Linked DNA regions of Pan paniscus: region 1 is linked to region 2. The links are chromatin contacts, called in public Hi-C maps. All regions are on one chromosome and are shown on one strand. The core of a region is the stretch at or near the end of the contact, and the rest is flanking DNA. Distances in the headings are between cores, read along the strand shown. Region 1 overlaps TAPBPL (TAP binding protein like). Region 2 has its middle 14 kb from the start of CD27.

Region 1 (4,784 bases), core at 772-3,271, 34 kb before region 2:
GGGGCTGGGAAGATGACAGCTCACTCAGTGCTGCCTGGTCATGTGGAGCTTTCCCTCCTGGGCCAGGCCTGGAGAGGGTCCTGGGGGTGGACCAAAGTCCAACTTGGTTTCAGTGCAGTACCCTTTTCGAAAGTAAAAACTTGTTTTTTGTAGTTATTTCTAATCTGTTCGTCCAGGATTTTCCGTGTCTTTGGGGATCTTACAACTTGACTTTGTTCTCCAGAGGCCTGGAGAACACTTAGGGATTGTGAAAATAGCAGGACTTGTTTCCATCCTAGAAGCAGTCCCATGTGCTTCTAGCTGGAAGGAGCTTTCTCTTCTTTACATTTTCTACAGCATTCTGTATGAGGGCACCAAATAAATCCATCTAGCTGGTAGTTTTATCTAGCCAAATAATTTAACCTAGCTCCCAGTTAATTGTTGGCATAAAGAGAGAGATTGCCTGTTAGTTATAGAGAAACAGTGAGTCAAGTGCTTAATTTGAAAGTAACAAGCTCAGAGGAAGCCACTCCTTGCCCTCGTTAAAGAGGGTCCTGTTCCTCTCTTCCTGTTGATGAAGGAGCGTGAGGGTGTTAGCAGTGTGAGATCTTTGGACACCCATGGAATCCTTTCCTCCACACCACCCGTGCACTTGCCAAAGACAGGGATGAGGCAAGAGGTTCTTCCTGAGGCCCGGCCGATCCTCAGGATGCAGAGAAGTCATGTAGACCCACCAGCCCCACCTTGGGGGGAGGCGTGCCAGCCTGTGACAGGTGTGCTTGTGTATTGCTGTGCTGTCATGGGGCCCTCTCCTTGAGAGCCGCCTCTCTGTTCTTCCTGTAGTATATTCCCCTTTGAACCACCCTTTCCTGTCTGAATTCTACTTTGCCTCCTTTCTCTTCCTCCTCTTTGCATGGTTTGTGTGTACAGACAGTGGAACCTGAGGATGGGATCTGCTCAGCCTATCTTCGGGGCAATTGCTGAGCTTCAGGATGGGCTATTAATGTGGGATAAGCCCAGGTGCAAGGGGAGGAGGGCAGGCTGGGAACAGAGCGGGGAATGCCCATGGCCCTTTATTCCTTCTTCCCTCGGTCCACGAACAGGAAGAGGCTGAGGCCATGCTGGGCAGGGTCTGGATGCCCACTTTCCATGCAGCAGCATTTCATTGCGCAAAACCATCCTTCCTTTCCCTTCGCCCTTGTTTCCCACATTCCCTTCGTCCTGCCCAAGGGCGGGACTGAAGAGCTGGAAGAAAGCAGTCAGTACCCTCCCAACGGCCCCCCTCGAAGGTCTCCACTCTCCTCTGGGCTCCTCCTTGCCTAATGCAGGGGGTCACCGCTGGAGAAGAACCACCACTGTCCTCGATGTGTCCCAAGCCTGGAGCGAATCCATCCTCTTGGCTCTCCCAGCCCTATCACAGGAATCATTCCTGGGTTTCTGTCCCTCTGAGGCTCACCAGGTGTAGTTGGCCTTGTTCTTTGGGGGTATTAGCCCTTCTACTTTCTTTCTCACCCACCCTGTACCCTCTTCTGTGTGTCTTTGCTATCCCCCTTTCCTCCCACCACCCATGTGCATGAGTAAATGTGCAACAAAACCCCGGGACTTTGCAGTCAAATGAAGCTGAGCTTCCCACATCCCGTTCTTCGGTTTGCCATGAGACGATGTGGGGTTTCCACTGTGTGTCTGTCATCACCTCTTTGTCTTTTTTTCCTAACCCTGATCTCATACTTGTATAGAGTAATAACAACAGTTGTACTTCCACCAAAGGCATGTGGCATATTTACCAATGTCATGTATTCTGAACAAAGGCAAAAAATACAAATTCCTACCATTAAACTGGCTTGGTTGTTGTTTGGGTTGGAGTAGCTGGGGGGGGCTTGGGGGGAAGGGTGTCGTTTCTTTCTAGTAGTCTCACGTCACTTTAGCGTGTAAGCTGGGCTGGCTTACACGCGCTGTGCGGTCTTCATGGAGATGGGAGCTCTGTGTGTCAGCACAGGAAGTGGTTTCCCAGCGTTCAGCCTGAAGCAGCCCAAGTCCTGTAGGTGCTGGTAAGAGGAAGTGAAGACAGGAAGTTGCGTGGGCATCTCACACTGGCAAACAAGCACAGGTTCCCTCAGGCCTCTTCCATCTGCCTCCTGTGCTCCTTCCTAGGTCCTTGGCCTGCTTGTCCTGTCCCAGGGGATGTGCCCAGATAAGGCTGTCAGTGAACACCCCCTTACCCCCTTTTCCCCATCATCCTCATGTACAGTTTTGGTATGCTGAGTTCCACCGTATTGACCAGGCACATTTTAGAAACGAATAAAAAGGAGAAGTCTCTCCTTGCAGCTGAGGGAGTGAGGCATTTGCAGGTATCCTGAACCTCCCAGCAGTCACCCGAGGGAGCAGAACCCTAATTGCAGCTGAGGTGCAACTGAGATGGAGCCCCGGGGGTGCCTCTGAGGGCCTTTGTTTCATACTTAAACACTTTGCAAGTTGGAGCCGCTAGGCTTGGTGACAGGGCTCAGTTGGGACCAGTGTGGAGAAAGACAGGAAAGTGGAAAAGCTTGGTCGCAGCAGACACAAAGGGCTTTTATTTTGACAGAGCTGAGTTTGGGAGGGGTAGCCCAGCCCCAACCCATGCCTCATTGTCCCTCACTTGTTCCTTCTCCATTTCTTCCAGCTTTGTTTTCCTACCATCACACCACCAACCTGGCTCTTTGGTCTTAACCTCCATCTGGACATTCTGCCTTCTTCTTGTCCCCTCACTTCTTCCTGTTCTCTGCCTTGGTACATGAGCCCAGGGTGCACAGTGAAGGAAGGCAGAGGCCTCTGCAGAGCCAGGCCCAGTGCCCCGTGAGCTGGTGCCACCTTCATGTATTTTTAGCTCTGCGACTTGACTTAGAGTCCTTCTGGGAGCACGTGACTACTCTTTCTTTCTACTCTGAGGCAGGAGAGTGACAGACTTTAGTGAGGTAGCTAGGAGAAAACAAGAGGGAACACGACTGGTTTCATTTTCATTTAGGGCAAACTCAAAAGCAGGAGGCTGTGATGGGTGGGTGGCTGGAGCTTGGGGCATCTGGGCTTCCACCCTGGTCTGGGTGGGGAGGTGGTTAGAGTGGGTGAGGTGGGCCAGGGCCAGAGCCAAGGGCACCCAGGCTCTTACCTTGCCGTCTCTGAAGCCCCAGGAACATCAGTGCAAGAAGGAAGAGACTGCTGGCAAAGATGACTCCCAAGGCTGTTCTCCGCTCTGTAGGTGAGAGCAACGTGGGCGGGGATCATCGTGCGCAGGAATCATGAGCTGAGCCCTCACCTGCAGTGTCCACCCCAGGGAGGAGGAGCTAAGGATTGTGTGTGTGAGTCCCTGGTTGAGGAGCCTGGAACAAGGCACTCAGCAGCATTTGTACTTATTCAAGGTTGCTGGATACTTGTGGGTTACTCCACACAGAATTCTCTACCTCTTCCCACCTAAGGACAAGGTTTTAAAAATTGCTTTGCAAGTGAGATTTAGGTGGGTTTATTTGTTAGCACTTAACTTGCCTGGACACAGTGGCTCATGCCTGTAATCCCAGAACTTTGGGAGGCTGAGGTGGGTGGATCACCTGAGATCAGGAGTTCGAGACCAGCCTGGGCAACATGGTGAAACCCTGTCTGTACAAAAAATACAAAAAATTAACTGGGCATGTTGGTGTGCGCCTGTGGTCCCAGGTACTTGGGAGGCTGAGGTGGGAGAATCACTTGAGCCTGGGAGGCAGAGGTTGCAGTGAGCTGAGATCGTGCCACTGCACTCCAGCCTGGGCGACAGAGTGAGACCCTATCTCAAAACAAAGCAAAATAAAACAAAGCAAAACAAAAAACCACCAGTTAACTGGGATTTTGTAAATAGTTGGGGAATGATGTGAGCTGAAGTGAAACCTCAGTTTTGGGGAAGTTCACAGTCTAATGAGCAACCAAATAATGCCCAGTGCTCCTGGATGTTTCCATTTCAAGTTGCGGGTTCTTTCCTGTCCCTTTCCTGCTTAAAACCTCTCAACAGGCAGGGTGCGGTGGCTCATGTCTGTAATCCCAGCACTTTGGGAAGCTGAGGCAGACAGATCACCTGAGGTCAGGAGTTTGAGACCAGCCTGGCCATCATGGCGAAACCCCATCTCTACTAAAAACGCAAAATTAGCCAGGCGTGGTGGTGCGCGCCTGTAATCCCAGCTACTCGGGAGGCTGAGGCAAGAGGATGGCTCGAACCCAGGATATGGAGGTTGCAGTGAGCTGAGATCATACCACTGCACTCCAGCCTGGGGAACAGAGCAAGATTCTGTATCGAAAAAAAAGTAAAATAAAATAAATAAATAAATAAATAAAACCTTTCAACAGCATGCTATGGCTCTCAGGAAGTTCCAGCTTGAAGGCCCAGTGAGATCTACAGGGTTTAATTAAGCCCGTAAGGGGAATCCGGTTGCCTGTTTTTCACATTCTTTCTTTACCATTGATTGATAGGTGACCTTGGGCAAATTCACTGACATCTGCAAGTGCCTGTTTACTCACCTGTAAAACGGGAGTCATGATCCATGAAATCATACATTTAAGTGCTTTCTACACTGCTTGATTCATGTAAATGCTCAATAAACAGAATTACCTCCGAAGCTTCAGAGCCACTTTCCCTTTTTCCCATATACCCTAGGCTCTAGCTGTGCTGAATTACTTGCAATTCTCCAAATTCTCTTTAGGCTGTTTTATGATTTGGCTTTCATATATGCTATTGTTTCTATCTTGAGTGTTCCCTTCCCTCTAAGCTAGTTAACTTGGCTCAAATGCCATCTTCTCTGTCTACTTAG
Region 2 (4,775 bases), core at 2,036-4,535:
TCTCCCCCACAGCAATCTTGTCCTCCAGACCCAACCTGCATTGCCTCTGCCAATCACAGGGATGCCAAACATGGTATACACTTGCCATCTGCCCTGGGGGCTGAGAAAAGCCTCGTGGTGACAGGGGAGATCTCTGCTGTCCCTCCCTTACTAATGTCAGGGGACTTCAGACCTCCACAGAGGGTGTGTCCTTTACCTCACTTGTCACATGGCAGCTGGGACTTGCGTGACCCCTAAACTCCTTCTGCTTCAGCATTTGATGACCCCCCAAACTGCACTGACCTCCAGCCCAAACTGAAGGGATCCCTGGTGCCTGTTGACTTTTACTGAGATGAAATGAATCATTTTAATAATTTAAAAATGTACAATTCAGTGGCTAGACTTTTACTGAGATAAAATGAATCATTTTAATCATTTAAAAATGTGCAATTCAGTGCTTTTACTGTATTCACAAAGATGTGCAAATATCACAGATACATTTCTATTTTTGAAAAGTTATAACTACCCTAGTTGGTGTGAAGTGGTATCTTATTGTGGTTTTGATTTGTATTTCACTAAGACTAATGATGTTGAGAATCTTCTTATGTGCTCATCGCCATTTGTATATTTTCTTTGGAGAAATGTCTATTCAAGTCCTTTGCCCGTGTTTAAATTAAATTATTTGTGTCTTTTGTTGCTGAGTTGCAAGAGTTTTTTTTTTTCTTTTTGATATTATGAATTCTAGACCTTACTAGATATGTGATTTGAAAATATTTTCTCTGCCCCGGGGCGGGGGCTCACGCCTATAATTCCAGCACTTTGGGAGGCCGAGGCGGGCGGATCACGAGGTCAGGAGATCGAGACCATCCTGGCTAACACAGTGAAACCCCGTCTCTACTAAAAATACAAAAAAAAAAAAAAAAAAAAAAAAAAAAAATTAGCCAGGCGTTGTGGCGGGCGCCTGTAGTCCCGGCTACTCGGGAGGCTTAGGCAGGAGCATGGTGTGGAACCCGGGAGGCAGAGTTTGCAGTGAGCCGAGATCGCACAACTGAACTCCAGCCTGGGCGATAGAGCCAGACTCCGTCTCAAAAAAAAAAAAAATTTATCCCATTCTCTGGGTTGTCTTTTTACCTTCTTAATAGTGCCCTTTGATGCATAAAAGTTTCACATTTTGGGCCAGGCATGGTGGCTCATGCCTGTAATCCCAGCACTTTGGGAGGCCAAGGCGGGCGGATCACGAAGTCAGGAGATCGAGACCAGCCTGGCCAATATGCTGAAACCCCGTCTCTTAAAAATACAAAAAATTAGCCGGGCGTGGTGGTGGGCACCTGTAGTCCCAGCTACTTGGGAGGCTGAGGCAGGAGAATGGCGTGAACCAGGGAGGCGGAGCTTGCAGTGAGCCAAGATCGCGCCACTGCACTCCAGCCTGGGCGACAGAGCAAGACTCCGTCTCAAAAAAAAAAAAAAAAAGTTTCACATTTTGATGAAGTCCAGTTTATCTACTGTTTCTTTTGTTGCCTGTGCTTTTGGCGTCATATTTGAGAAACTGCTGCCGAATCCAAACTCATACAGATTTTCACTTATATTTCCAAGAGTTTTATAGTTTTAACTCTTAAATTTAGTTCTTTGATTTATTTTGAGTTAAATTTTTTATCTGTTTTAGGTAGGGGTCCAACTTCATTCTTTTACTTGTGGATATGCAGTTGTCCTAGCACTGCTTCTTGAAAAGACTATTCTTTTCACACAGAATGGTCTTGGCACCCTTGTTGAAATTAATTGACGATAGATGTATGGGTTGATTTCTGGACTCTAAATTGTATTCCATTGATCTGTATGTCTGTCTTTAGGTCAATACCATGGTTTTGATTACTGTAGCTTTATAGTAAGTTTCGAAATTGGGACTTCAACTTCGTTCTTCTTTTTCAAAATTATTTTGGCTACTCTGTGTCCCTTGCATTTGCATGTGAATTTTAAGATCAGCTTGTCCATTTATGCAAAAAAGAAGGGTTAGAATTTCGATGGGGATTGCATAGAGTCTGTAGATGAAATTGGGAAATATTGTTACCTTCAGTCCATGAACACAGATGTCTTTCCATTTATTTAGGATTTCTTTAATGTCTTTCAACAATGTTTTCTAGTTTTCAATGTATGAGTCTTGCACTTTCTTTGTTAAATGTATACCAAGTTTTTTTTTTTTTTTTTTTCTCGAGATAGAGTCTCACTCTGTTGTCCAGGCTGGAGTGCAGCGCCCCAATCTCAGCTCACTGCAGCCTCTGCTTCCCAGGTTCAAGCGATTCTGCAGCCTCAGCCTCCCAAGTAGCTGGGATTATAGGTGCCTGCCACCACGCCTGGCTAATTTTTTGTATTTTTAGTAGAAACAGGGTTTTATCATGTCGGCCAGTCTGGTCTCAAACTCCTGACCTCAGGTGATCCGCCTGCCTTGGCCTCCCAAAATGTTGGAATTACAGATGTGAGCCACCGCACCTGGCCATTGTATGCCTAAGTATTTATTCTTTTTGATGCTGTTGTAAATTGAGTTGTTTTTCCTAATTTCTTTTTTTTTTTTTTTTTTTTTTGAGATGGAGTTTCGCTCTTGTTGCCCAGGCCGGACTACAATGGCGCAGTCTCAGCTCATTGCAATCTCCACCTCCTGGGTTCAAGTGATTCTCCTGCCTCAGCCTCCTGAATAGCTGGGATTACAGGCATGCGCCACACATGCCCGGCTAATTTTGTGTTTTTAGTAGAGACAGGGTTTTACCATCATGGTTAGGCTGGTCTCAAACTCCTGACCTCAGGTGATCCCGCCTGCCTCGGCCTCCCAAAGTGCTAGGATTACAAGCATGAGCCACTGTGCCCGGCCCCTAATTTCAATTTCATTTTCTTTCTTTCTTTTTTTTTTTCTTTTCTTTTTTTTTTTTTTTAGACAGTGTCTCGCTCTGTCACCCAGACTGGAGTGCAGTGGTGCAACCTCGGCTCACTGCAGCCTGCACTTCCCGGATTCAAGTGATCCTCCCACTTCAGCCTCCCGAGTAGCTGGGACTACAGGTGTGTGCCACCATGCCTGTCTACTTTTTGTATTTTTTTGAAGACATGTGGTTTTGCCATATTGCCCAGGCTGGTCTGGAACTCCTGGGCTCAAGTGATCCACCCGCCTTGGACTCTCAAAATGATTACAGGTGTGAGCCACTGCACCCAGCCCCGAATTTCATTTTCAAGTTGCTCATTGCCCATGTAGCAGTTGACATTTGAAGAAGGCAGTTGTTTTCTCCAGAGTTGGAAGGTGGCACCTTGAGGTGTAGGCGTGTTGCTATGACACCCTGTGGGCCGTTGCTGGGGCTCTCTTGTGACTTTTCTGAAGTCACGGATGGAGAGTTTGACTCTGTGACACAAAGGGAAACATATCTGACTAATCTTTCCCACACTCCCTTTGCCTCTGATGGCTCCCTCGGCTAGGAGAGGAGAGGAAGAGAGTGGGTTGGTGGGGCCTCACCCTTTATTACAGGTGCTTCCTCTGACCCTTCTCTTCTGCAGGGTTTTTGGGGCAGCTACTGAAGGGACAGGCACTCCCAAAGGGCAAGGGCTGTGGCAGCCTTCTCTTTTACCCATAAGTTGGCCAGAATTGATGCTGTCTACTTGTTTTGTTTGTTTGTTTTGTTTTGTTTTTTGGGAGATGGAGCCTCCCTCTGTCACCCAGGCTGGAGTTCTGTCACCCAGGCTGGAGTGCAGTGGCGCGATCTTGGCTCACTGCAACTTCTGCCTCAGCCTTGGGTTCGGGTTCAGGCAACCATCATCCCTGCTTAATTGTTTTGTATTTTTAGTAGAGATGGGGTTTCGCCGTGTTGGCCAGGCTGGTCTTGAACTCCTGGTCTTAAGTTATCTGCCCACCTCGGCCTTTCATTGTGCCAGGATTATAGGTGTGAGCCACCGCACCCGGCCTGATGCTCCCTACTTTGATGTACATAGAGGAATGTTGCAGGCCACAGGCATAGGCAGGGTCCTGGTGGCTGGTGATGTCAGAGAAGCCTGGGGAGGAAGTCCAAGGATCAATCAGCTGGTGAAAATCTGAAGGAGTGGAGGATGATTCGAGTAAATCTGTGCTGCTTGGCCTGCGTCCAAGGCCGTCTCTCTGCTCAGTCACTTGCTGGCTGCTCAGTTGCTCAGGCTCTGTGGGTTTGTTTCCACTGTCACATGGGGATGCAGATGCTGGCCTCGGAGGGCGGGTGTGAGCAGCCATGTTTGGTAACTCGGGTGAATGCCCTGCTAGGACTTGATGCAGAAGAGGTGCCAGTCAGTGTTCACTGGAGTATGACTTGATCACCAGCAACTTCCTTCTTGACTGGGATAGGGCAACATGAGAGCTGAGAGTTCCTTAAGTGGGGCCGTGCTCAGAATGGAAGGGAAAGAGTGAAGAAATCTACTAGGAAGAGTTGTATGGGAGGCGTATGTGACAAATCTCACCTGTATGAGAGCTCAGCTAGTCAGTGGGAGCTTTAGGTTGAACGGTGTGGGTGCTTCTAGGGCTGAGGAGACCCCATCATATTTTCACGCCAAAGGAATGGGGTGGGCCGGATGGGGAGAGCTGCAAGAAGCAGGATGTTGCAAGTTTGTGTGGTTTGTTTGTTTGTTTTGTTTTGTGAGACAGGGTCTGGCTCTGTTGCCCAGGCTAGAGTGTAGTGGTGTGATCACGGCTCACTGTAGCCTCGAACTCCTCGCCTCAAGCAGTCCTCCCACCTCAGCCTCCCAAGTAGCTGGAACTACAGGCGCACGCCATGATGCCCAGCTAGTTTTTGCATTTT

What was found. Hi-C and Micro-C count contacts between places; a contact is called where the count stands out from the background.
Region 1: a contact with region 2 is called in a Hi-C map of fibroblasts, with 4 times the contacts expected there. The contact joins two enhancer-like sites. A contact is called at or near these places in 2 of 3 Hi-C or Micro-C datasets (fibroblasts and induced pluripotent stem cells).

The regions. Positions count from the first base shown.
Region 1 is chr10:12,020,693-12,025,476 of NHGRI_mPanPan1-v2.0_pri, reverse strand. It overlaps TAPBPL (TAP binding protein like), which reads right to left. Exons shown (of 7, transcript XM_008973734.5): 6 at 3,122-3,205; 7 at 1,752-2,024. The coding sequence ends at 1,891. VAMP1 (vesicle associated membrane protein 1) reads left to right here. Exons shown (of 5, transcript XM_003820314.5): 5 at 1-1,815. Among named protein-coding and RNA genes, the nearest start is that of VAMP1, 9.3 kb to the left of the region's middle. Within about 2 kb of position 2,021, at least 1 of the 2 cell types and tissues checked has open chromatin away from gene starts, as enhancers often do.
Region 2 is chr10:11,988,376-11,993,150 of NHGRI_mPanPan1-v2.0_pri, reverse strand. No RefSeq gene overlaps it. Among named protein-coding and RNA genes, the nearest start is that of CD27, 14 kb to the left of the region's middle. Within about 2 kb of position 3,285, at least 1 of the 2 cell types and tissues checked has open chromatin away from gene starts, as enhancers often do.